Regions from separate parts of the Mus musculus genome. Here all the other regions are linked to region 1. Evidence: chromatin contacts called from public HiChIP or PLAC-seq and Micro-C data. All regions are on one chromosome and are shown on one strand. The core of a region is the stretch at or near the end of the contact, and the rest is flanking DNA. Distances in the headings are between cores, read along the strand shown.

The links. Hi-C and Micro-C count contacts between places; a contact is called where the count stands out from the background. HiChIP or PLAC-seq counts read pairs in DNA pulled down with a chosen protein or histone mark.
Region 2: a Micro-C map of embryonic stem cells shows a contact between it and region 1, with 2.3 times the contacts expected there. The contact joins the promoter of Myh10 here to the promoter of Ntn1 in region 1. A contact is called at or near these places in 1 of 39 promoter capture datasets (neural stem cells), 3 of 484 Hi-C or Micro-C datasets (cardiomyocytes and embryonic stem cells) and 1 of 115 datasets of contacts at active chromatin or transcription factors (embryonic stem cells).
Region 3: an HNF4G HiChIP or PLAC-seq map of pancreatic cancer cells shows a contact between it and region 1. The contact joins the promoter of Usp43 here to the promoter of Ntn1 in region 1. A contact is called at or near these places in 11 of 39 promoter capture datasets (the C10 cell line, HPC-7-derived erythroid cells, cranial neural crest and 6 more), 5 of 484 Hi-C or Micro-C datasets (embryonic stem cells and nephron progenitors), 14 of 115 datasets of contacts at active chromatin or transcription factors (embryonic basal ganglia, embryonic forebrain, embryonic midbrain and 6 more) and 3 of 9 other capture datasets (adipose tissue, liver and macrophages).
Region 4: an H3K4me3 HiChIP or PLAC-seq map of forebrain shows a contact between it and region 1, with 5 times the contacts expected there. The contact joins the promoter of Stx8 here to the promoter of Ntn1 in region 1. A contact is called at or near these places in 15 of 39 promoter capture datasets (the 3T3-L1 cell line, the C10 cell line, the HPC-7 cell line and 12 more), 1 of 15 datasets of contacts at CTCF or cohesin (the NIH/3T3 cell line), 2 of 484 Hi-C or Micro-C datasets (bone marrow-derived macrophages and embryonic stem cells), 20 of 115 datasets of contacts at active chromatin or transcription factors (the 230-238 cell line, bone marrow-derived macrophages, cardiomyocytes and 14 more) and 3 of 9 other capture datasets (adipose tissue, liver and macrophages).
Region 5: an H3K27ac HiChIP or PLAC-seq map of heart atrium shows a contact between it and region 1, with 20 times the contacts expected there. The contact joins the enhancer-like site here to the promoter of Ntn1 in region 1. A contact is called at or near these places in 11 of 39 promoter capture datasets (the C10 cell line, the HPC-7 cell line, cranial neural crest and 8 more), 1 of 15 datasets of contacts at CTCF or cohesin (the NIH/3T3 cell line), 2 of 484 Hi-C or Micro-C datasets (bone marrow-derived macrophages and embryonic fibroblasts), 22 of 115 datasets of contacts at active chromatin or transcription factors (SST interneurons, bone marrow-derived macrophages, cardiomyocytes and 15 more) and 4 of 9 other capture datasets (adipose tissue, liver, macrophages and 1 more).
Region 6: a contact with region 1 is called in an H3K27ac HiChIP or PLAC-seq map of stem cell-derived neural progenitor cells, with 6 times the contacts expected there. The contact joins the enhancer-like site here to the promoter of Ntn1 in region 1. A contact is called at or near these places in 14 of 39 promoter capture datasets (the C10 cell line, the HPC-7 cell line, HPC-7-derived erythroid cells and 9 more), 1 of 484 Hi-C or Micro-C datasets (nephron progenitors), 17 of 115 datasets of contacts at active chromatin or transcription factors (SST interneurons, cardiomyocytes, craniofacial prominence and 12 more) and 3 of 9 other capture datasets (adipose tissue, macrophages and pancreatic islet).
Region 7: a contact with region 1 is called in an H3K4me3 HiChIP or PLAC-seq map of embryonic forebrain, with 11 times the contacts expected there. The contact joins the enhancer-like site here to the promoter of Ntn1 in region 1. A contact is called at or near these places in 13 of 39 promoter capture datasets (the 3T3-L1 cell line, the C10 cell line, the HPC-7 cell line and 10 more), 8 of 484 Hi-C or Micro-C datasets (Kupffer cells, bladder smooth muscle, cumulus cells and 5 more), 33 of 115 datasets of contacts at active chromatin or transcription factors (bone marrow-derived dendritic cells, bone marrow-derived macrophages, cardiomyocytes and 21 more) and 4 of 9 other capture datasets (adipose tissue, liver, macrophages and 1 more).

What each region holds. Positions count from the first base shown.
Region 1 is chr11:68,385,050-68,388,516 of GRCm38.p6, forward strand. It overlaps Ntn1 (netrin 1), which reads right to left and starts at 1,777. Exons shown (of 7, transcript NM_008744.2): 1 at 1,561-1,777; 2 at 54-1,135. The coding sequence starts at 1,071.
Region 2 is chr11:68,689,621-68,693,500 of GRCm38.p6, forward strand. Myh10 (myosin, heavy polypeptide 10, non-muscle) reads left to right here and starts at 2,295. Exons shown (of 41, transcript NM_175260.2): 1 at 2,295-2,562.
Region 3 is chr11:67,920,584-67,923,978 of GRCm38.p6, forward strand. Usp43 (ubiquitin specific peptidase 43) reads right to left here and starts at 1,570. Exons shown (of 15, transcript NM_173754.4): 1 at 962-1,570. The coding sequence starts at 1,465.
Region 4 is chr11:67,965,048-67,968,588 of GRCm38.p6, forward strand. Stx8 (syntaxin 8) reads left to right here and starts at 1,411. Exons shown (of 8, transcript NM_018768.3): 1 at 1,411-1,470. The coding sequence starts at 1,454. It overlaps Cfap52 (cilia and flagella associated protein 52), which reads right to left and starts at 595. Exons shown (of 14, transcript NM_027963.2): 1 at 475-595. The coding sequence starts at 544.
Region 5 is chr11:68,017,137-68,020,601 of GRCm38.p6, forward strand. The region is part of intron 5 of Stx8 (syntaxin 8); the gene reads left to right. Among named protein-coding and RNA genes, the nearest start is that of Stx8, 52 kb to the left of the region's middle. Within about 2 kb of position 2,210, at least 23 of the 459 cell types and tissues checked have an H3K27ac peak or open chromatin away from gene starts, as enhancers often do. A contact at or near this core is called in heart atrium, where this site is marked.
Region 6 is chr11:68,049,469-68,052,942 of GRCm38.p6, forward strand. The region is part of intron 6 of Stx8 (syntaxin 8); the gene reads left to right. Among named protein-coding and RNA genes, the nearest start is that of Stx8, 85 kb to the left of the region's middle. Within about 2 kb of position 1,488, at least 25 of the 459 cell types and tissues checked have an H3K27ac peak or open chromatin away from gene starts, as enhancers often do. A contact at or near this core is called in adipose tissue, neural progenitor cells and stem cell-derived neural progenitor cells, where this site is marked.
Region 7 is chr11:67,997,006-68,000,778 of GRCm38.p6, forward strand. The region is part of intron 4 of Stx8 (syntaxin 8); the gene reads left to right. Among named protein-coding and RNA genes, the nearest start is that of Stx8, 32 kb to the left of the region's middle. Within about 2 kb of position 2,011, at least 4 of the 459 cell types and tissues checked have an H3K27ac peak or open chromatin away from gene starts, as enhancers often do.

The DNA of each region.
Region 1 (3,467 bases), core at 527-3,026:
CCGCCCCACCGCGTCTCCACCCACCGCCCGCGGCGCCACGGCGCCCCACTCACCCACGCACTCGTTGGCCTCGCGGGCCGTGGCGCGCTGCCAGGGCCGGTCGTAGTGGAAGGGCTTGCAACGGTCGCATTCAGGGCCGGCCGTGTTGTGCCTACAGTCACACACCAGACTGTCGTCTCGGTCGCGCACGCAACGCGCCGCGTGGCCGTTGCACTTGCAGCGGCCGCCAACCTGCAGGTCAGACACTGCATAGTAATAGGAGTCGCGCGCCAGCTCCGAGTCGTCTTCGTTCTCGTCGCCGAACGTGTGCAGGCGGCTGAAAGCCACGCGGATGTCGGTGGCCGTGACCCAGTCCTGCAGCACCGGCGAGTTGTCGAAGTCGTGCGCCGAGGGCCGCCCGTCCAGCGTGCTGAAAGCGATCAGCCCGCCAGAGAGCGGGCGCATGTCGGTGTGCGAGTCGGTGCACACGGCCTCCTGCTCGTTCTGTTTGGTGATAGGCGCGCGGTGCGGCCGGTTGTACATTTTGCGGCACTGCGTGGAATAGAACTGGAAGGGCACCCACGTGCGCCCGTAGTCCATGGACTTGTAGATGGCCATGGACTCTGGCCGCGGCGAGCAGAATTGCAGGCTCACATAGGTCACCTCAAACTTCTTGCCGAGCGACAGAGTGAGCGTCACGTTGTGCGGGAACTGCAGGTAGTTCTCGGACTGCCAGCACGTCAGGTTGTGCGGGTTATTGAGGTCGGTGAGGAAGGCGGGCGGGTGCGCTTTCTTGGGATCCGAAGAGTTGCAGAGGTGACAGGAGCGCAGCCGCTCTTCACCACGCTCGCTCACCACGCAGTAGCGCGCCGGGGGCCGGCCGCAGGTGCTGGACACGCGCACGTCCTTGCCGAAGGCCGCGTTGACAAAGTCCGGGATGCAGCGGCGCGGGTGTCCATTCTCATCCGAGCAAGGATCAGGCTGCGCCGCCTGGCCGGCGAACATGCTAAGCCCGGGCCCGCCGCGCACCGCGCCCACCAGGCACGCCACCGCCGCCAGCGCCGCCAGCGCCTCCCACACAGCGCGCATCATGCTGTGGCCAGCTTGCCCCGGCCCCGCCGCGCCAAGGAGTCGGTTCGCCCGCCGCACCAGGCGCCTGCGGAGAGAGGGGAGCCGCGCTCAGCCAGCCAGCAGCCAGCCCGCCCCGCGCCCAACAGCCCTCGGTGGAGTGGCGGGCAAGTGCCCCGCTCCCCGGGGTACCAACCCCGAGACTGCCCACTTCCCTCCCCCAAAGTCCGGGGGACCCCGAGCGCAGGGGCTTCCAAACCTGAACCGCCCGCGCCCCTTCCTCCCGGCTTCCCCAGCCTCCCGGCCAACCGAAGAGCAAGCCCGCGCCCATCTGCCCATCCGCAGCTATGCCCATTCTCCTTGCTCCCTTAAGCCTCAGGCGCAGCAGGGCTCCAGATCCCCCAACCACGCACGGGCTCAGCGTCCTTTTCTCTTGCCACCTGGGGTCCTTCCTTTATAAATGCCCCCTCCCCAATCGCGTCCCCGCTGGGGATTCCGCGTAGGAGACTTTACCTCTAAGTGATGGCAAAAGAGAAAGAAAAGTTTGCCTGGCCCAAGCCGGGGAGCCCGCGCGCCGGACTGCAGAGAGCCTCTCGCTGGCGGCTAGCAAGAGCGTCCTGTCTCAACGCGGGCTTGCCAGCTCCATGCCCGGCGCGGCCGCCGCTGCCCCAGCCCCGGCCCCGGCCGCCACCGCCGCCGCCTCTTCCTCCCGAGTGACGACGCGGCCGCCGACTCCCGCCGCGGTCCGAGTGCTGCCCTGCCCGCCCGGGGCGCACACACACACACACACTCACGCTCGCTGGCGCGCACTCACACACGCACGCACGCCCCCGAAGGCTCTGCCGCCGCCCGCCGCTGCCGCTGCCGCTGCCGCCGCCGCCACCACTCGCGCTAGGAGTGGGGGGCGGAGGGGAGCGCGGAGGCGGGGCCGCCGGGCGGGGCGCCGGCCAGTAACGTCGGCAAGCAGCCGCCCGCTCACGAGCAAAGTTTTAACCCCGGGAAGAAGAAAGTTAAAGCCAACGGGCCCGGGATGCTCCAGAGGGCGAGAGCGAGCGGGTGGGAACCTGGGAGCCGGAGAAAGAACAGCAGAGACAAAGAGAAAGCAAGAGGAGCGCCCGGGGAAACCCCGGAGAGGGGGCAGGGCCGGCGCGCACCCTGTGGGGGTGGGGTGGGGGCGAGAACGGCTTTCTCCCTCCCGGTCCCAGCCAAACACATCTGTGTTTGTTTTCTTTTCTTCGCAGAGGTCCAGCCTTCCTCCAACCCAGACTGGTGGCCCCGGTGGCACTACGCTCAGGGCCTTGCCCCTATGGGCACTCGGCCCCAGAGGCGTGAGGAAGGGGAACTGGAAAGGGATGTGAACTTTCTGCCCCTAGGCTCTAGGGGATGGGGTGGGGGGCAACAAGAGGCAGCGCCTAAACCTCACAGAGTTGTCACTGCCAATTTTCTTTTAGGCCTGGAAGCTGTGGTGATTCGAGGCTAAAGGCCAAGAAGCTCGGACGCACCTGGATAGTGGCCTACTCAGGTCTATCCTGAACTTCAGAGATGGGGCCAGTTCAGTTCTCCCAGGGTCCCCTGAAGCTGACTTGGCAGCTCCTAGATCCTTTTTTTTTTTTAATATCCCTAGGGAGATTCCCACAATAGCTTTGCATAGTACCAATTGACTCTACTCTTCAACTAAGGGTGTGGAGGCTTCAGAGGCTAGGGATAACTTTCCCAAATTTCTGGCTACTTATATGTGTGTGTGTGTGTGTGTGTGTGTGTGTGTGTGTGTGTGTGTGTATGTATGTGTGTGTATATATATATAATTTGGATACAGTAATCTGGGCTCCTGGCCTGAGGCAGTGGTGTTCTCCTGTGGGTGGTGTGCTTTTGCCACTTCAGCTACTCTGGAGGCCGAAGGCTTGAGAGCTATCTTAAGCCCAGGAGTTCAAGGCCAGCATGGGGAACATACCCCATCTCAAAGAAACATGAGCTCTCTCACCACGTTTGTCTAATGGATAACCTCGCGCAATTACAGTCTCCTGGGGTGTCCTCGGGCCACCCAGCCTCTGGCCTGGTTCTCTGTTGCCTTAACAAAAGGACTGTGAACAAGAATGGTAACCTTTGGCTGTCTTGCAGCTACAGCCAGAGTTCAGAGGTGAGAATCTATCCAGCTGCGAGCTTGAAACTAGTTACTGTTAAGTTTCTTTCTCATTTAGAATGTGATTCAATAACAGACTCAGACAGAAAAACTCCACTCCTGATTCTGGCCCAAGGGCTTCCTTGCTTCAGCCCGCCTCATTCTGTTCCTTCCACTTTCATAGACTCTGAGAACCTAAGAAAGGGCCTCGGGGATGGGCTGGCCCAGCTTGTTCTCCTTGGACGAAGGCCCTTCTTCCTGGTCTTCCTGAGAGCTGGCCACCCAAGCCAGCTCTTCCAGG
Region 2 (3,880 bases), core at 1,045-3,544, 310 kb after region 1:
TGAACTTGTACAATAGAAAAAAAGCAGTTTTCTACCTATTAATCCATGATGTCACTATTTTTATACAGTAACTCACCCAGTCAACATATTCATTCAATAAGTGAATCCTTCCAGGATACAGCTATAGCTTCCTTTTAGAGAGGAGATAATTTGTCAAATATTAATATACAGTATATAGAGTTTGTAGGTATAGTGGCAGAGCTGCATTCAGAGCCTGATTCTAAACCCTATGTTCCCTTTGTTCTGGTGAGGGCTAGAATTGGAGAAGCCTGTGGGGGCATGGATGGCGGGAGACTGGGGGTTGGGGTGGGGCTACGTGTGAAGATGAGGGAGAAGAAGGAAGCAAAGAGGCAGATCAAGGGAACTTAGGAAGAACTCTTAAGTGGCGGGCTGAAGCATGGGTGGGCAGGAGAGAGACTTGGAGCCTGTTACTCTTTTAATTCTCCTCCCATCCAGGCAGACATGTATGGACATTTTACTCTGCAGATCCTGTTTGATCCCAGAAGAAAAGTGGGACCAGGCCCGATGGGTACTTGGATGGGAGATAACTGGCGGATGAAAACCTGGAAGAGACCCCAGAGCTAGAAATGCGCTTGGGGACAGTTTGCTATTGAGTTCTCATCAAGACAAATGTCCGTGTGAGTTTTAGTTCTGGTGAACTTCTTGTTCTCTCTCTCTAATGGTCCCCTGAGTTTGTTGTAAAATTATGAGGTTTCAAATTATGAGAAACCACGGATCTGATGGCTTATTTGAGCCGTTTGTATGGATGCTCTGAGCATGGAATATAGCATTTAGAAATGACTTCATTGGGTAACAAAGCTTAGAGTCATGCCTTTGAGATGGCTGAGTCTTTTCTAAATCCGGAAACGTTTATAAGAGGGCTATCATTGACACGTTATACTAACTTATACTTCCTCGGTAGACTTCACAAGGATAGAACTCTTCATGTAGTGCCAAAGTCACAAGACACCTGGAAGGGGGCAGCCACCCTAGTGGGCATGTGGGGTTGGAGACCAGATGCACCTGGACAAAGGACAAAGAATTCTCACTTCCCCCGGAAGGGCTCTGCATTCAGCTGCCTTGGAGATTTCTCTGAATTCCACCAACCCTTTCTTATCACTTCCTGCCTTGTTTTCATTTTTTTTCTCACTTTAAAAAAAAAAATCAGTCTAGAAGTTTCTCAGGCATTTACAAAGTATCCATTAAAACACACACATATATACAATACTAAATACATAAAATCCTGAGGCAGTTTTAAAATAAAGTATTTTATATTTATCTTTTTATAAGAACAATAATCCATTTGGCTCTTGTGATTTTTTTACTTTATTATATTTATACATGTATAATTAAGAGTTGACTAGATTCTGCAGACATTTCATTACATTTTTTTTTTAACTTCAATTTTCCAGTTTCCTTATTTTGGAAGCCCACTCCCACCTGAGGTCCATGAACCTTTCTAAGGCACTTGAACCACTGGTTCTTTAGCCCTAGGGGCTATGACAACAGCACAGGAATCCTGCAAGCCCTACCCAGTTCCTCTTCCATAGAGAGCTGGAATGAATGAGTGAGTGAACAAATGAAGTCGCTCTCTGGTCTTCTCTGCCAGGCCCGTTTGCTTCTCGTATTTTTGGAATCTCAGCCCTGCCTAAGAGGCAGAGCAAGCAAACATCCAACTGCGGCGGGTCACGAGAGGAAGGAAGCATCAGTAAGGGGGGACTCCGGCCGCCACAGGGTTGCAGCCCGGTCAGGACAGAGCTTTAGCGCCCAGCCCGAGAGGCTCCCCTCCCCCACTGCAGGTGAGCCGCAAGCAGCGGCTCCCACCCACTGAAGCTCCAGGGTGACGTCAGGCCTCAGGACCGCGCTCCGGCCCCGCCCCTGCAGGCAGCTCCGGGAGCTGGCGATTCCTCGGCGAAAGCCGGTCCCGCTGAGGGACCCAGTGGCTGCGGCAAGCCTACGGGCCGCAGAACGCTCGAGTGGGTTGCAGCGGCGGCCCGACGCAATAGAGAGACGTGACCAGTGGGAGCTGGTGACTTGTGCTGCGGTACACCTGCCCCACTGTCCACCCAGCCCTGACTAGCGCAGCGCGCACACCCCAACAAGATCGGCGATCTCTGCCTCGCGGGATCGCCAGGCTCCTAGTTTCAGCTGTCCATCTCCCTCCAGAGTCAGCCAATCACCCGCCACTGCCCCGGCCGCACCTCCCGGAGTCTCTGACAGGCGTGAGTAGCAGCCTATGAGATTGGGAGTCTGTGGGTCTAGGTCGGGAGCGGGAGCCAATGAGCATCATTCCAGGTGGGTGGAGGGAGCGGGACTTGGGAAGGTAGCTTCGTTCGGGTTGCTAACGTCTTTCCTGGGAGATGGGCGCGCAAACCGACCAGTGGGTCTGGGGGCGGCAGTGATGGGCGTGGAGATGGCCCAATGAGGGTGGGAGTGGGTGGGGCAGGCGCGAGCAGCAGTGCTAAAGGAGCCCGGCGGAGGCAGCGGTGGGTTTGGAATTGAGACGCTGGATCTGTGGTCGCTGCTGGGGACGTGTGCCGGCGCCACCATCTTCGGCTGAAGGTGAGACGAGCAGTTGCCCGGGTCCGAGTGCGGCGTTCCGGGAGTGGGGACGGTTGAGGGAACAGGAGGGGAGGAACCGGGGCTGGGGAACTGGGCGAGCCTGGAGCACAGAGACGGAGCCCAGGCGGGAGCTGGGAAAGGGAGACTGGGCAGTGGAGAGCGGAGCTTGTGGAGATGACGAGACCCCAGTGTATGGAGATGAAGAGACCCCTGGAGGGGTGGGAAATGGGGTCCTTGAGAATGAGACCTCTTCATGGATCAGGGCCAGGTCATACGTGAGGACGACTCTTGAAAGGGATGAGAATGGAGATCTGGGGATGGGGATGTAGGGACCAACTCCTGGTTGCATTGGATCCCTGGAAGCGTGGGGTTGGGAGGTGAGTGCCCTAATAAGAGGCCGGAGGCGCCCGGCGTGTCTATCTCCTTTTAGGAGAGGACTGAGTCCTGGGATGTGATCTTGGTGCTGGGGGCCCAGGAAGGAAAGGGGACCCTGGGTGGGTTGCACCGTGGGTTAGGTGGAGTTAGATTTCCCCGGGTGCGACTGAAAGGTTCTCCGAAGACTCAGAAGGCGGACCCTGGATCTGTGCGGTTTAGGGACCAGTGGCCTGAAACTGCATGGTCTTGGGAGCATGCGACGGATGAGAGGCTCCAGAGCTGGTCTCGGGAAGGAGGGCTGGAGCTAGACCTCATGCCACGCTCGCTGGGGACCGTGGTGGACCGGGAGGTGGACACCGGGCGAGGCCTGGGCCGTTGGGGAGAACGAGGCGGGAAATGTGGCCCGGGCGCGTTGTAGCGGAGCGGCCGGGGGGAGGGTCAGCCGTCGCCTCTGGATCGCTTTATTGTGTAAGTGATCTGGTAATGGCTCGCCGCAGAATCTCTCCCTAGCCTTCTGTAGTTAGGGTGTCATACTCTGATCCTATAAAATCGAAGTGGATTTGGGTCGGAGGGAAGTTGAAGCTGTGGAGTCCTTGGCGTTGGCGGGGCTTTGTGGGCCTTTGGTGGGCGGATGCGGCCCAGGGACCCGAGAGGCCCCCAGTCAGGCCTCTCTGGGAACTGGGGCCTTAGGAGGTGGCCAGTCGGTGCGTCTGACCTGAACTGGTGAGGTTTGGGTAACGGGGTCTCTGCCTACGACCGTTATCTCTTGTTTCTTGGGGCCTCTGCAGCTCTCTTCAAGATCACTGCGGTGGATGGAAGGGGGTGGGGTAGATTGGGGTGGGGTAAGGGAAAAGCAGGCGGAGTAGATCCAGACTGCGGATGGAACAAAGACTGCTGTTTTTGCTGAATAAAATAATACTAAATATAATACTTTAGCTATGCT
Region 3 (3,395 bases), core at 320-2,819, 460 kb before region 1:
CAGGCTGAAACTTAAGAACCATGTATGTTTGCAGAATGAACACCGACAGTCATATTCACCCTCAATAACAATCACTAGTCCGTGGGGGTGCTTCAGCTTTCTGCCCAGAGCTGCGGTTTTGCAGCAGGATGCAAACCCTATGCATCAATTATCTGGAACACTTTCATCATCCGACTGGGACTCCACATTTGTACTTTAACGCCTTCTCATGACCCCGAAGCATTCCCAGCAAGGGGACTGTAATCTTACAGATAACAAATGCCACTTCCTGCTCACATACTGTCAGGACTTAGTATGAATTAAATTAAAGGATACCATTCTACTATAGCACTCTTAACGACTCCCTCTCCCTACTTTTGAGAATACCTGACCCACGGGTTCTCAGCACCCACTGGACTTAAATAATCCAAAGCCACTGCGTCCAAGGTCATACACGATCTGAAGACCTTCACCTGCCTTCAAAACGCTTCACTTTCAGGCCTCTGCCCTTTCTACTTATTGATCACTCTACCTGGATTATTCCTAGATCCGTTCCTTCTCGGCTTTCTGTTCCTCACGCTTCTATCTCCTCCTTCCCAAAGCTTGGCCTTCAAGGACCTGCTTCCCATGCTGCATCCTTCTAGATCCTAAGCTCTAACTCACCCTGGCCGGCAAGTCCCACTCCAACAACTGCTTTTAACCACAAAACTGCTGGACACACTTAAGGCTGCCAGCTTTCTCCACCCCAGCCCAAAATACCAGGAAGAAACTAATTTCTAAAGAAAGCATTTGCAAATGATAATGTAACATGTCACCTCGAAACAAAGGCGGTAACCCAAGGCTGGGCTGGTTAAGTAGTGTCTACCGAAGACCTACCCCCTACTCCCCGCCCAAGAACCAGGCTTGGCTGATGGTTCACACGCTTTTCAAGAGCCGAAACCAGAAGGGTCGGAGGAGTCTGCGGGCGGCTGGCGCTGCCTACCTTGAACTCTGCGGAAAGTTGGGGCGTGTATTCGCGCGTCCAGAGCGCGCGCACCAGCGCCGCCAGCTGCTCGGTGACCTCGGCGCGGCCCGGCGCCGCCCGGTAGCGCCCCAGCGCTAGGAACTCGGCCAGCAGGTCGGTGTTGCTGAGACACTGCACCACCGCGTTCATGAAACAGGTGTTGCCATGGTTCTTCAAGCCCTGAGCGCCGGGCGGACGCGCCCCGTCACCCGAAGATATCTGGGGTTGGGATCCCGGAGGACGATCTGGCCCTGGACTCCCGGCAGAGGCTGGTGCCGGGCCCGGGGCGCAGGCAAAGCCCCCTTCTCCATCGCCATCGTAGGGACTGGGCTGGGCCGGGGGCCGGGGCGGCGAGTCCCCCGAGCGGGAGCGGCTGCCCAGAGCTAGCAGGAAGCGGTTAAGCAGGCGGCGAAGGGAACGGCGGCGGCGGGGCCGGGGCGCGGGCGGCCCCTCTCCCAGTGCGTTCCCCACGCCCGGATCCATGCTGGCCACGCACGGTGGTCCGGGAGCGCAGCCCCCGAGACCCCAGGCGGGCCGGCAGCTTCCCGGTCCTCACCGCCTCCCGGAGGCGCCGGGCGCCGGCTACCTGAGAGCCAGGTGTGCGGACACCGGGCGAGGGCGGAGCCAGGGGCGGGGCCGCCACGCCACGCCCCACGCGGGAATCCGGCCCTAGGGCAGCGCCCGCCGCCGGGCTCCCGCCCCCGCGGCTGGAGCTGGGAATGCACTCCCTCTGAGCCCGCCTAGTGGACTTCCCCGCCCTTCCTTCCCGCCTTGGAACAGGCCTTTCACCTCGGCTCGCCTTCCCCGCCCATCCCTAAACAGCGTAGCTAACCCGGGGATGGAACCTTCTGAAGCGCCCAGCGAAGCAAAGCCCTGGCTCTGGCTAAGTTTCTGGTCGTGGAAGCCAGATGAAGACTAAGAAAATTGACCGGCGAGCGGTGCCCCTGTTCGTGCCCAGGTGTCCCGAGAGGCGCGCGCTGGCAGCTGTGCAGGTGGGGAGCCCAGGCTCAGGTGCATGCGGTCAGGTGGCGCCACCTCCTTTGCAGCCTTTGCCTACACCGGTCACCCCAGGACCTGAACTGGGAGTGGGAATGCTAGTGGGTTGGGAGTTTGTTTTCTTTTTCTTGCTGTTTTGTTTTGTTTTTTTAAATAACACAATAGGTTACATTCATTTTCCTTAAACTTGGGAGACTTGAACGTCCTGGTTTTCATTGGTGAAGGGAGCTCAGCGAGGTTGAGGCTGTGAAAAGAGAGGAACCGGAATTCGACCCTCCCTGGGTGCACTGCAGAGTTCAGGCTCTTTACAACCCCAGTATTTGCTTGGCAGGAAGTTTTCCGGTTCTCAGGCGCGCCCCCTACTCGGTTGCTGCTTCGCTCCTCCACGCTAAAGCCTGGCTGTATCCTTACCCAATCAGAATTAGTTTGGCCTCGCCCCGCCCTTAATTCCCTGGGTAACCCTGGAGGCCTCTGCTCCTTTTATGCCTTAACTGTCAGGTTTATAATTAATCAGGCAAGGTCTTGCAAAATGAATTTCTCATCAGTTTGTAGCTCAAAAAGAGATCAGCAGCTTTCTGGAGTCAGACTTACATCAGAACCCAAAAATGTGACTTGCTATTTAATAATAAGTGCTCATCATTTATTAAGTATCCCTCCTCGATCTTCACATAGAATTGCAGCAGTTACCTGGTGCCAAAAAGTTGCATAAGTTAAGGATAAAGAAGAAACTGTAATGTGGAGACTTGAAGTGTAAAAAGCCACCATTTACCTTCCTGGGAAAGACATCCACCTAGTTGATAAATTTATAAGGTTCATTTCATGACCCGGATGTACTGAAGGTGCCGTGGTCATAGCAGACTCTGATAAATCATCTCCGGTATTTCACCTTTGAGATCATGTCAAGATCCCCAGCAGGGAGTTTTCATTTGGTAACAGTTTCGGGAGCGGCTGTTGCTTTTGTTTTGCTAGGAGGTTGTTGGTAAGAAGGAGGGAGTCCATCACACTTATGTTGCTCAGGTTTGTCTGGAACTCTCATTCTCAACCTTAGCCTCCTGAGTGCTGGAATCCTGGGTGTGTGTCTCACGACTCACAATAAATGTCTGAGCAGAAATCTATTCTTACTTGGCAAAGTCGAAAACTGGAGCTAGAGTTGGTTTATGAGCTTGCTGTAAAGGCTAATTTTTGATTGTCGATTCGATCAAATTAAGAATCACCTGATGACCCTGTCTCGAAAAACCAAAAAATCCAAAAAAAAAAAAAAAAAAAAAAAGAATCACCTGGTTGGGGGTGGGGGAACTGGAGCGATGGCTCAGCAGTTAGGTTAAACTGCTCTTCCAGAGGTCCAGAGTTCAAGTCCCAGCAACCACATGGTGGCTCACAACCATCTATAAAGGGATCTGATGCCCCCTTCTGGAGA
Region 4 (3,541 bases), core at 161-2,660, 420 kb before region 1:
GCACTACATTCGTTTTAAAAAATCAATTTTCCCCCTAAAATTTAACTCCTTGCCTTTTCGCTACACGCCAAACACGACCCCCAATCACAGCATTTCTCTCTCAATATTTACCACGACAGTCACAAATAAAGTGTGAGCACCACAAGAAGGCCCCTCCAGAATTAAAAAGGTTTCTCCCTTAATGTCCTACTTCCCTTCTATCCTGGTCTTAAACCTTTGAGTTCTTACTTTGGGAAAGACCCTTATTCATACTCCTACCGAGTTAGGCTCATTTGGTCTCTGGAGGAGCTTTATCTGAGCTCTTACACCCATGCCAGTTCCTGAGGCTCAGGAATGAGGCCCAGATCTGCCACCATCCTGGGGCGGGTGGTGCCTGGCCACACTCTTGCCGCTATTCCCACTGCCTCTCAGGCGCTACCAGGTCAGCGTCTCACTGTCCCTGAGGCATCAAATCATGGTTGCTCAAGGTCTCACCATTGAAGCCGATCACAGCCTGAAGCTCCAGTTCTGCTACATCCAGCTCGGGTAAAACTTGTTCTTCCATCCTGGAGAGTTTCAGCTCATTGATTCTTCAACTCCAGGGTGCAGCGTCTCCTGGTCGTCATGGTAACTGGCGCACGCATGCGTGCTAGGTTCATGCAGGAGCAGAAACCCAGCCCACTGTGTTTGAGTTGATTTCCCCTCTTGCAAATGTTGGGAGGACTTCCTTAGTATGTATTTTATCCATTCTGGAAATGTAGGTGGTAGGTTGACGCTAAGTGCACAAGGTAAATTTCCTCCTCTCCCGTGTACAGGTCTGTGACTTTTTAAAAACTATACAATTAAGCCCCTCGTGATGATTATTAAAAATAATTGAACACAGAATAATTGAGCACAGAGAATTGCCTATGATGAATAGGTTGCTATAAAAAACATGGCATTGATACTTCTTTTTAAAAGAAAAATTTAAAAAAATCACTAAAAACGTTTTAGTACAGTATGCAACTATTTTTATGTATGTATGTATGTATGTATGTATTCATGCATGTATGGTACATATGTTGCCTGTATGTATATTTCCTGCCTCAGCCATCCAAGTGCTGGAATTCCAGGCTTGAGTTATCACACCCAGCTTGTCTTGCTGTTTTGAATTAAGAAGAAAAATACAGAGAGCCGGGGTTGACGCGTTTCCATTCCCTGGGAAAATGTTTTGATTCTGCTCAACAATTTAACTATTTTTCTTGCGTCCAGCAATTCATGTGAATTAACAAAAATAGATTCTTGCTACCCACTCCCTTAGGGGTGCGCTCTGGGTAGCGGGGACGTCGTTCTGAGGTCAATTAAAACAGGTTTCACTTTGCAAACTCTGGGCTCGGGTCGCGCACTCTCCGAACTGCGGGGAATGAGCCGCACGGGCCGCCGTAGTCAGCTGCTACGAGCAGGAAGTGTCCCAGCTGCGGGCGGAGACTGCACCATGGCCCCGGACCCCTGGTGAGTTGCCGGTGATGGCAGCAGAGTATGGGGATTAACTTGGGGGTGGAACTGGCTTCCAGGGACTGGCAGAGACCCTGCCCATCTTTGAGCTTGAGGCTGGCGGCCTTAGGGATGAAGATCAGCGAGAATCCTCCCCCTGTTGAGGGGACTCAGCCACGTACTGCCTACTCGGTGCTAACTCTGTGGTCCTAGGGTAGGCTATGACCTGGGGGAGCTGGGACTTGAGCAATCGAATATTTGCCCCCCTTTTCTGGGGCTTCTTGCCCATCATGCTTGTGGCTGACTGCATGCATAGACTTCCCCAGGCTCCTGTAAAAGTGAGGTCAAAATAACCTTTTGGTGGGGTATCCCTTCACCCAGTAATCCCCAGAAAGGTTATAAACTGAAGTTCACACTCCATGGTCACCAGTTAGTAGCTAGTTGGGCACGGGTGCTATGGGCTTTTCACAGAAAACTTGTAGGACATTGGGAGGGGAAATTTTGCACTTTTCCTGCATCAGTAGCATGAAGACTTATGTCAGCACGAAGTAGGAAGTGCCTGATAAGGTCCATTTATTCAGCAAAGAGACCCCAAGGAGAGAATGATGAAAAACATCTTTGTACAAGGAACAAATTGCTATAAAGTCCTGACCTTCCTGATGAATAATTTATAACACTGCATTCCTATAAAGTTTGTGTTGGAGAATATGCCTTATGGTGGTGTTTCCGGTACAATTTGTAGTTGTTTGATGGCAGATAAATTTGAATATTAAGAGAGTGGATCCCAAGGTCAGAATTAGAGTTATCTGGGATCTAGGCTATTTGGGCCAGTTGCTGAATTGTTTGTTGTTGGTTTGTTTTTCAGTGTCTCGGGGAGCCCAAGTTGATCTTGAATCCCTGACCCTTTTGCTTCAGTCTCCAAAATGGTGGCTCTGCTACCAAGCCCAGCCAAGTGCTGAATTTTGTCCTAAAGTTTTAACTATTGTATACACCCCTGGTAGAAAATTGAGAGACTGCTGAGTATCTGAAGGGAGTAAAAAGCACCCCTATCCCTCGGAAGCAATCAGTGCTCACCTTTTTTTCCAATGCATTTATTGTTTGGATCTATATCCTGCTTGTATTTTACAAAGCAGGGAGGGAGCATTTCTCCATGTCCTTAAAAGGTAGTCTTAAAAACATGATTTTTAATGTGTATCAGTGCATCATCTGAGTGTACATAACTTATTTCAAATTTTAGCCCGGTTGTAGAACGATTGTTTAGCACACGCAAGACACCCTGGGTTTGGTCCCCAGCAAGACCAGAAAGCTTTCAGCTGGCAAACGAGAAAGCCGCTGAGTCAAACAGTTAAGACTAACAGTAAAAGAGTTGAAATGCTTCAGTGTCTTGGGTAAAATTCTCCCGTAAGTCTGATCTCATTAGACCCCCGTGCCACGCTGTGCAGAGAATTGACTTCTGCTCATCTGTCCTGCTTGCACTATACCTTCCTCCCAGGACCACCGCGTGGCAGAACGTGCCAGGCATGCTTTCTTCTTTCATCTTTGCTTATGCCATGTGCCTTCCACAGTGCTTAGACTCGGCTCCTCCTTCCCATAGGGAAATCTGCTTTAGTCTTGTTTAGAGTCGGCCCAAATTGTCCTCTTGTGGCCCAGCCCGTACGAGTGCCTCTCTCATCAGTCATCTCTCCTTTCCCCAGCTCTAGAGGCACTTAAGTTAGGTCCCGTTCCTAAGCAACAGGATTTAGTTACGGGGTTTTACATGTTTGATGTGCCGTCACAGAGCTGGACTGAAGCTCCTGTCTTCATAGATTATTTACTTATTGCATGGAGGCAGTAAGTAAAGTGTGGGGAAGCTGGGGCTAGGACTTATTTTTTTATTATTCTGATGTTTTTTTTTTTAAACACCTGCTCTTTTTCATGCACACCTATACCAGATTATACTGAATGATTCATATGGCTGTATACATGAATCTAGGCTTAGGGGTTGCCACAGCCTCTGAAGTGCTTGTGGAGTTCACAACACAAAGTTCTCTGTATAGGACCTGGAGCCGCATCCCCAGCCCAAGCTAGACACTTCAGTGGCTGAGCCTAG
Region 5 (3,465 bases), core at 960-3,459, 370 kb before region 1:
GTGGGTGCTGGGAACTGAATTCCAGTCCTCTGTAAGAGCAGCCTGCGCTCTTAACCTCTGAGCCATCTCTCTGTGCTCAGGACTGGTTTTTAAAGACTACAATGCAATTACCACGCCTGCCAAATGAGAAATAATTCCTCAGTCCAATCAAACAGCCAGACAGTTTCCTATCTCTCTGTAGTATTTCCTCTAGACTCCTTGGTTCAGGGTATGAATGTAGGCCATCCATTGTCACTAATAGGTATATCTCTGAAGTGTTTTAACAGTATTAATGATCTTATTTCAAACTATTTTATTTTCCTGTGCACTTTCTTTGTTAAACAGGATTGTTTACTCTGTAGTTTCCCCTTAGCTAGTTCTTGCAGTGCATTTCCCATATGTTGTTCAGCATATTCTGTGACCTAGATATTTTCTGTAAATTGGTAGGATTTAGTGGCTTGCTTAGAATTGGGCTTGTTATTTTTGGCATAATACTTTCTGATGACTCTCCCTTTGTTTTTTATCTACCACCACCAAACTGTCCTCCCACAGTTGAGTGATTCTTATTTAGAGGATGGTTTTCCTGAATGTCTAAAATAGGAAGTATCTCCACACCTAATGGCTCCACGGGGACCCTCAGAAATGATCGTCTTAGTGCTCCCACAATAAATTAGCACACATATAGTGCATTACTCACATCGCTACAGTTTGAAGGGCAGAAGTTCAGTTTGGGTCTCCAGGGGCTCAGATCAAGGTGTCAGCTGGCTGCTTTCCTTTCTGGAGGTCCAAGGGCAGAATCTGTCCCATTGCCTTGTGCGGCTTCTAGAAGATCCCCATTTCCTTGACTCATAGCTCCGTCTTCAACGCCAGCAACTGCATCTCTTTAACCCTCTGTCATGGCTCCCTCTGACAGGCTGGGCAACCTCTGTTTCTCAGAGCTAATAGAATTGTATTGGGTCCACCTAGATTCCGCAGCCTCATCTCCTATCATACGCCTTCATCTTCACCACATCTGCAAGGTTGCCTTCTCCATGGAAAGTAGCATAGCTGCAGGTTCCAAGGATTAAAACCTGGACAGCTTGGATGTGTTGGTGTGTGTGTGTGTGTGTGTATGTGTCTGAGTGTATATGTATGCACATGCATGTGCATGTACATGCTTTCCTTTTTCCACGGTGATCCAGTCTTAAAATCTACACCGCTGTAAAGTTGAAGAACGACTCAGGGTCTGGTATGTTGCAAGCATCCCATTGTGACACAGCACCACGGCCTTCAGCCTTGGCCCGTGTGACAGAATGCGGTGGATTATGGAGAATGAGCTGTTACAATGTCCCACCTCTGCTGTTTGTAAGTCGATCGTCTGCAGTGAGTCCTGGCTTATTTTTGTTGGAAGCAGCCTTTTATTTTGATTATTACTAAATGGTGAAACCATTGCCTCTTAGAAATGTCTGTTTATAGCTCAGAGGAGCTTGGGTGATTGACATGATCATTTTGAGCTGCCCAGCAGCTTTGGCGTCTGGACTGTGGGATGACAGTTGATTATCCCAGAGTTACACAGTGAGGAGGTGCTCTAGTTGATGGCAATCACAGGACTAGGGGAGTTTCTCCTCTCCTTCCTGATATGCACTAGGGAGAACTTTAGGAGACGACGAACTTGGGAGAAAAGGTGAGCGTAGCTATTTTTTACTAACAATTTGTATTCCGACTGAATGAAAAACAGTGTCAGCACTTCAGTGTCTTTTCCTAGCTGACAGCCTTAGAGGCAGTTGCTTTCCGCTTTCATCCATTTTCCCATCATTTCACAGGGCACTGACCCTCAGTCCACCTATGGATTACTCCTTGGGTGCCTTTGGACTTTTGCTGTAGCATAGACGTCCCTCTGCAGTGCGAGTTTGATGATAGATTTATCTTGGAGGCCATCCAGGAGGCTGCTACTAAGGACCAAGAGGACCTCATTATAAAGTGATTTTGCTGTAAAATTGTGCCTTAGAGTGCTCCCTGGACACAGCAGGCTGTTTATAGCCTTTAAAAAGTACGCTGTGTCAAAAAGTGTCACCAAGAGGTCCTTGCCTCACACCTTAAGTTTAAATAAATTCCAGGCGAATCAAAGAGCTAAGTATAGTGATTTAATTCTGTAAAAAAGAGTGATACAAAACTGTAAGTAGATGCTGGCGAGCTCCGAGCGAGACTCTGTGCTTCTGCTTCCCTAGATAAGCCATTGCGTGACGCAGTCATTTCACAAATGCAAACGTGGAGCTGCATTTTAGTTCCTGTCAGTGACGCTGCTTCTTAGTGTGCCAGGGTAAACCCTCATGATAAAGCACCTCACTGGTGCTCGCTTTTCAGGCACCGAGGGAGGGGGGTGTAGGGAGGAGCCCCTGATCTGGGGTCCACTGAGCTTCAGAGGAACAGGTCTCGGATTAAGCTTTGAATACTGAAGGAGGCTGTAAGAGGAAGAGTAGGAGCTGGGTGTGTGGTGCAGTGGGAGAGCCTGTGCTTTGCATGAACCAACCTGGCTTCCTTTTTCAGGACCTGGACTCCAAAACAGAAACAGGCATCGCCTTCTTCCTGAGGGAGAGACACACACAAGGGAGAAGGCTGGGGCCAGGAAGTGTCTTAGTTACATTTTCTGTAGCTGTGATAAAAGCAACTTACCATGGCAAAAGCAACTGAAGAGAGAAGGGGTTTGCTCCACTTCACAGTTGGAGGGAAACTCCTGTGGCGCCTGAAGCACCTGGCTTCACCGTACTCACGGTGCTCACGGTGCTCACGGTGCTCACAGTGCTCACAGTGCTCACGGCCTCACCGTGCTCACCGCCTCACGGTGCTCACCATGCTCAGAGCCTCACGGCGCTCATGGCCTCATATTGCTCAGGGCCTCACGGTGCTCATGCCTCGTGGTGCTCATGCCTCATGGCCAAGGATCGTCCCTTCTTACACAGTCTGCGACCCAGGCCCACGTTAAGGGTGAGAGCCTCCAACTTTGCGTAAACTAAGCAAGGTAATCTTGTCTAGGCCTGACAGAGGCTTGTCTTCTAGATGATTCTAGAAGAATCTATGAGGTTGATAATCAGTTTTAAGCATTACACCTTATGCAGAGGAAAAAGAGCCAAGGGCTCCAGAAAAAGTTTCAGAGTAGTCAAAAGATACACCGAGAGGCAGTAAGTTGATTTCCAGCACAAGGGACATGTATTAGGGAAGAGTCTTGTAGAAGCATTATTGCTTAGCTGCATATGTTCTTATATATGTTTCCTAGACCTAGTAAGAGTGGGTAGATTGAAGTCTCAAAGATTTCTGTCAAGGCCTTGAGCTTATTTCCCATATACCACATAGTGCTCAGGAGCTTCAGGCCCCTCCCACTTCAGGTAGCCTTGTGCCAGAGAGAACCAACTTTATAAGATATCCTCTGACTCCAACACGTGTGTGCCTGTGTGCATGCGTGCCCAGTTACTATTGATTTATACATGTTCTGTTTGTATTATATACTAG
Region 6 (3,474 bases), core at 238-2,737, 340 kb before region 1:
CTGCTCCCCGAGTATATTGTTACAAAGCACACCAGCTCAGCTGCTACCCGGAACCTCCCGTGTCCCATCTCACCACTGGCGGTGGGTGAAGCATGCTGCCCAGTCATTCTTCTCCGGGTGGCTCTGGCTCCTGCTCAGGACCTTTCCACCACAAAGCGCATGCTGCTCTCTGGAAACTGAGAAATTCCCTGGCTTTGTACTGCTGCCAAAAGCCTGTTGCTTCCCTCATCATTAACCACTCCATATCTATCCCTTTCTCGCTTGGTGGACAGTAACCCACACAGCGCTCCCATGACAAGGAAAACAGTAGTTTGCTTCCCCTCCTACAAGCCTTGAAAAAATGGATCCCATGGGCGGAATCTCTTCTTGCTGTTCAGCTTTCCTTTGCATTCATGGTTTCAACTGTTGTCCAGGTGGCAGTGCCAGAAATGTGTGGGGAAAACGCTCATGAGATCATCTCACCAACCCTGCCGCTAGACTCCAACAGCAAGTCATGGCGTTGCTAAGTTGGCTTCTAATGAATGGTCAGTCAGCAAATATTTAGTGAGAATCTATTATGTGGCCAACTCTCTTCTGGGCTTGGTGACACCAAGAATGGAGGGTAAGATTGTCCCTGACCCTGAGCAGCTATTCTTCTTTCTTATGCTAAATGGCTGTAGTTCAAATATCCTGTATTAGAACACAATGGGAAAGAAGTGCTGGATCAGGGATCGAGATAAATAGCAGCATATTTAAACTATCATCATTCTTTAAAAAGTCGGCCAGGGTGTTTGAAAAGTGTTCTGTTAAAAAAAAAAGAAGATAAAGTACAACCTTTTGAAAATTTTAATATCTCAAATTTATGCAAAGTCAAACATATTACAGGCTTTTCAAATTCACACCTTATACATCAGTTTCCTTCAACAAGCAATTATGCCTCAGCTCCTTGCATAGCACTTCTGTGTTCTTGGCCTTGTGGGTCATTACCATGCTCCACATTCTGAAGGACACCCAGCACATGTCCTTTTGTGAGATCCAGGACCGTCTAGCTACAAATGGTGTGACAAGCTGCACCTCTTCATTTGTTTTTACAAAACAAACTCTGCGGCACTGACGTGAAATATCATGTCTTTCCTTTCTCACTCTCAGTGGGAGAAGGGGGAAGAGAAGTTCCTTCGTCATTCTCTTTGTGGATTTTGGCTTTCTTTGGGAAGTGCCAATACGCATTCATTTTTTATGTTGTTCAGGAAAGCTGTAAGCCGTCTTCTAAGCCACAAAGCAAACTCAGTCCCGAAGGGTTCTCCAAGTGCAGGTCAGAAAGGTGGGACGCTTTGTTTTTCTAGGCAGAGAGAGCATGTATAATACACTTGCAACCTGCTTAGCTTCCCGGGCCCTCTACGTGAGCCAGCTTCTCTGCTAAGGAACCCCACATCAATCTGTCACTGGTGGTCAGCGGAGCAGCGAAGAGCCAGTGTTCTGTGAACCGACGTTGGAATGACTTGCCTCCCAGCCGGTGATCAATCTGTGCTGGACAGCAACGTGTTTGCCTCTACAAACGAGCTGGGCCCCTCTGCCACATATCTCTGCCAACTTTTGAAAGAAAGAGTCTGTTTCAGTTCTTTTGGGGGTAAAGACAAAAGACCCGTCTCTCTTTACACAACCAGCTATTGAACTGTCCACACAAAGATTCACAGCCAGTATCCTACAAAAAATTGTTTTGAGAAGCCAGGAAGTTATCAAAAAGCCATGGGGGGGGTGGGGGGGGTATAGGTAGTATGAATATGCACACATACCTAACAGAGTAAACATCTGTTTTTCTTCAGCAAAGATGATGTGCTCATGATGCTAGATGCTCCGTTCCTGGGAAGTTCTTAGGTAAATATAGAAAGACTCTGATTCTGGAGTTCAGAGTTCAGGATGCTAGTTGACTTCTCTCTGCTCCAGTTGAAGGCAGTGCTGTGAAAATATAGTCATCTTTGCCTGAGGCTTATCATGATCATTGTGGGCCACAGAGCGAAGGGCCCATGCTGCTGAGTGACTCACGTTTCTACCAAGTCATTGCTACAGGGAGCACTGACTGGCGCTCTCGCCAGCTGCCAACACTGAAGGTTTTTCTTGTAGTTCACTGTGGCAGAGTGGGGCTTGGATAACCCAGCAAGCATGGTCAGTAGCCAGACTTGGATTTGGTAGAAGTGGGAAGTAACAGAGGTAGGCAGACAGAAAGTAGATGACTAGGGAGAACTTCCTGTGCCCAGTAAGCCATGGTACCTGCAGGGTAGGGGTGAATCCAGGCCAACAGAAGTAGATGATAGCAAAGTGGAAAACTTGGAAGTTCCCAAAGAAAAGTGTGTGTTTGGTGGAGAGTTAGAAACCACAGCTGTTGGTTAACCAGATGGCCCGCTGGGTAAACAGATTGCTCGGTTGTCATTTAGTAGAACAATATAAAGAACATAGATGTTTTTGTCTTTTATGGTAGATAAGTTCCTTGTTTCTCCTTAGAGAGCACAACTCTCTAGACCCAGGGAGGAACCAGTAGAGAGGACACAGATGAGTCTGGAAGAAGGAAGTTATTTGGGCCTTACACTGCTACTCAGCTGGGCCCCTGTGACCGTGGAAGGTTCATAGATGAACCTAATGGACCCTTCCAAAAGCAAACTTTGTGAACCCAGAGGAGACTAAACTCTGTGGCCACATTTGACGATCCCTTGGGATGGGAACTGTGTGTGATCCTTTCTTTTTAATGCTCTCTACTTACACAAAGTAGGAGATGATTTCTGATGGACGAGTAATTTGATGTTTGATTCCATTCTGGCACAGAGAAAAGAACTCAAAGCTCTAAGCTGCTTCAGTAACTAAGTTAATGAGTTAGCCCCAAACACAGATAGTCTCAACTCAAGAATTCTGATGTTGCCCTCTTAAGTGTGATATACAACCTTCTAGTCTTCAAGCCTCTCTCTGAGGGTGGTGTGCAAGGACATACTACAGAAGGCTTATTATCTTCTTTAACATTAATGGCCACCCCTGCTCGGATATTTTCAGGCACCCAAGTAATTCTTTCTAGTCCCAATTAGCTCTTTTTAAAAATAACATTTTAAATTTATTCTTCAAAAATGTTAACACCAGGCATGGTGACATATGCCTTAATCCTAAGCACTTGGAAGTCAGAGGCAGGTAGATCTCTGAGTTCTAAGCCAGCCTGGTCTATGCAATGAGTTCCAGGACAACCAGGGCTACATAGTGAGAGCCTGTCTCACAAGCAAACAAGTAAAAGGAAGAATGATTTCATGCATATGCACAATGTACCCCTTCTGTCTTCCCTTTCCAAGCCCCCAGACACCTCCAACACATTCTCTTAAAAAGACAAGAGACCTCATGGAGGAGGCCCATAAGTTCGACTTTTGTCGGCCACACCTACAAAGGAAAACAAAAGTACTTTCCCTCCTTCTGAAGCCATCGGCTGCTCCTAGTTCCTCAGCTTGAGGTGGGGTCTCATGA
Region 7 (3,773 bases), core at 761-3,260, 390 kb before region 1:
CTGGTGGCAGCCGTCTTGGACAGTTGTCTGTGTGTCCTTCTGGAGAGATTCCGCCCGTGTGTGCCTGCACACATGCCTCCAGGCTCCTGTCTCTAACCTCTCTTTCTTCACACAGATGTGTGTTTTTCACTCTTCACTGTGTGTGTGATCCTTTTTTGTTAGGAGCATGCCTTGGAGAGTGTTAAGCAAAGTTTAAGCTTGCTCTTGAACATTCCGAAGCTGACTCTGAGCGTGGCCGAGCAGCTGTCTGAGGCGTCTGGGCTGTGTACGCACTTCTGAGGCCAGTTATTGCTTGGTGGGTTCTCTGTAGTTGTTACTCTGGATTGGCATTTTTCTCTAATGGTCGAGTTGACTTCTGAATGAAGGCCAGTTATAAGGAGACCTTATCTATGTGGATGCTCGATCAAGCAATGAAACCGAAGACCTTGAACTTTGAAGGACTATTAGTTATTGCAGCTCTAGGTCATCGATCAAGTCGTTGATGTATCTGTTATTTCCAGGGGGGATATAAGAAAGCATTCTGTTGGGAAGTGATTGGAAGCAGCAGCCTGGGCTTTCCAAAGGCTTTCCAGGTTAAGCAGCAGCAACAAAATGCACAATGGTAAAAAATGTGAAGTTGGCCTTTATTATATTGTTGAAAATAACTGAGCGGGGCATGTTGCTTAGTGTCAGGGTTCCTGCTGATTGCTCACTAGGTATTAACCCTTTATCTGCCCTGCAGCAATGTTTATTAACATAATGTGAAATTGGAGCTGGTGAGGTGGCTCAGAGATTGAGAGCACTGGCTGCTCTTTCAAAGAATCTGGGTTCAACTCTAAGCACCCACATGGCAGCTCACAACTGTTTGTAACTACAGTTCAAGAAGATATGATGTCCTCTTCTGACCTCTATAGGCACTAGGCTCACAGTTTACAGATATACATGTAGGCAACACACACACACACACACACACACACACACACACACACATGAAATATGTGGGCATAAACCTAATAAAAACTTCACACGGAATACCATGAAACATCATGTAGAGGAACCAAGGAAAACCCAGCGATTGGAACGCCCAGCGTGGTTAAGATGTCTGCTTCCTTTAGACGGGGTTGTAGATCCAGAACTAACCCACTTACAGTTCCCTTATGAATTTTGGCTTCTGTGTGGTCAGTTGATAATCTGGCTTCTACCACAGTTTCTATGACCGACAGTGTGAAGAGCCAAGCAGTACCAAGGCAGCATTGACAAGAAGACACAGCAGTGCAGCAGCTGGGCTAAGGCTGCATTGTGGTGTTGCACAAGGAGAGGCAAGTGAACCAGGAGACAGAATAGGGTGTTTAGGACCAGTCCCACACTCATGTCGTCACCCGACTGGTCACAGAGGTGGCATAACAGGTGTAGCATTAGATCAACTGATGTCCACACAGGGAAGAAAGGAGTCTCGAAGCCTCCGTTTCCACCGATCCAAAGGGACCTGTGGACCTAAACATGAAAGGTCACATGAACATTTAGTAGAAATCCCAAGGTCTTCACAATTGTGGTACAGGCAAAGATTTTTTAGGCCATCCAAGTCACTAAACACAAAGGAAATAAACACATGAAGAAATGGACTCCATCAAAATCTGTCTTCCAAAGACTACAAACAGTAAAGACAAACTAGAGTGGAGATCAGTATGTTCTGGGTATTCATCTGATATGGAAAATATTTCAACCATAAATAAAGAGCCTGAAGGCAGACGACATTAGAAAGACAACAGCAGAGGATTTAACCCTGGACTTCACAAAGGAGATGGTGTGTGATGATTGTATACAAAGGTGTTGGCTTTAGTCAGTTATCAGAAAAGTCAGACTGTAACCAGGATGCTACACCGCCATACCTACCAGAGCAGCTCGGCTACCTTGCCGGGCAAACCGGATGTTTCTGGGATTTGCTGGAATTCTCATATACTACTGGTGAGATTGCATAAGTACAGTCTCTTTAGAAGCTGCACACCCACTCAAATGGAACTGTTCCACAGACTCAGAAAGAATGTTTATAGCAGGGCTGTTCTTAAAAGTTCCCGTTGGAAAGAGCCCAGGGAACTCTGTAGACTAATAGTATATTCAGACATTGATATTACACAGCCAATACAGATGAACAGTCTACAGGTGCACAGCACACTGTGGATGGCTCGCACAAACATGCTGAGTGACATAAGCCAGACACTGGAGTTACACATGTATGCTGCCATTCCTATAGAGGTGAAATTTATAGTGTTATGAATCATGAAAGTAAGTGGTTCCTTTTGGAAGAGGAAGTGAACAGAATGGAACAGCCGGGCTTCTGGGCCAGAGAGACTGCTCATCGAGTAAGAGCGCTTGCCATGCAAGCCTGATGACCCAAGACTGATCCTCAGAACCCAGGTAAAAAGCCAGATGTGGTCTTGCACATCTGTAATCTCAAGGCTCAAGTCCAGCGGGACGGGAGGTGGGGATGGGAGAATCTCCTGGAGGCTTGCAGGCCTCTGAGAAGTGAGAGATCCTGCTCTAACAAGATGGAGGGAGAACTGACTGCTGGGCGCTGTGCTCCGATCCACATGCAGGTCAGTGTGTACTGCCCCACATACTCTCACTCAGTCCTTAGAGGATTTGGATGCGACTGGTTTTGCCCTGGTAGCCGCTAACTGAGGATCTTCACTGCAGTATCTTTGACTTGTGTACTGTGCCCTTTCATTTTACATGTTCTGCTTGAATTAAATGTGTGTATAAACACACACACACACAGATTCATGTATATACCCTTAACTCACATGTAAGCAGAAAAGCTGTGTCCTGAGCAGACCACAAGGTGGGGACATAAGTCAGCAGAAGAGAAAACACCCAACTTCTTGGCCAGGTTTTGACTCATGGGCGCTTTCCTTCCCTGAGAGCAAGGAGAGAACGTGGAAATTAATTGTGCTTTTTCCTAAATGCTAGGAAAGAATTCCTGCTGCCGTTCAGTTCTCTCTTTAGCCTTTCCCCTGTCTGTGGATTGCAGACCTGTCTGTCTCTTTCATGTCTCCCTTCATGGGCTCCAGACTCTCCCCAGCCTGGTCTGCTTGCTGCTGCTGCTGCTTCTTCTTCTTCTTCTTCTTCTTCTTCTTCTTCTTCTTCTTCTTCTTCTTCTTCTCCTTCTCCTTCTCCTTCTCCTTCTCCTTCTCCTTCTCCTTCTCCTTCTCCTTCTCCTTCTCCTTCTCCTTCTCCTTCTCCTTCTCCTTCTCCTTCTCCTTCTCCTTCTCCTTCTCCTTCTCCTTCTCCTCCTCCTCCTCCTCCTCCTCCTCCTCCTCCTCCTCCTCCTCCTCCTCCTCCTCCTCCTCCTCTCTCTCTCCCCCCCCCTTTCTTTTCCTTTCCTTTTAAAAAACTTAGGTATTTTTTTCATCCATTGTTTTTCCCCTTGGGAAAATTGGCACACACCCACTTTTTCTACTCCTCCTTTTCCCACTCATTTTCCTTTCTTCCTTTTCTCCGTGTTCCTCTTTGACCTCTTTCCAAAGTCTCAAGTAGCCCAGGTTGGTCTTAACAACCACAGATAACCATGAATCCCTCACCCACCTGCCTCTTCCTCCCAAGCCCTGGGTTACCCATGCATGTTGCTGGGTTACAAGTGTGTTGCTGGGTTACCCATGTGTGTTGCCAGGCCTGGTTCTTTTACTCTGCTCTTGGCTTTAAAATCAAAGAGATGTTTTCAATGTGTCTTTCTAATAGTTTCCACATAGGTTGCCACTTAACTTTTTAAAATGTGCTTTTTTAGCTGATATGCCAAA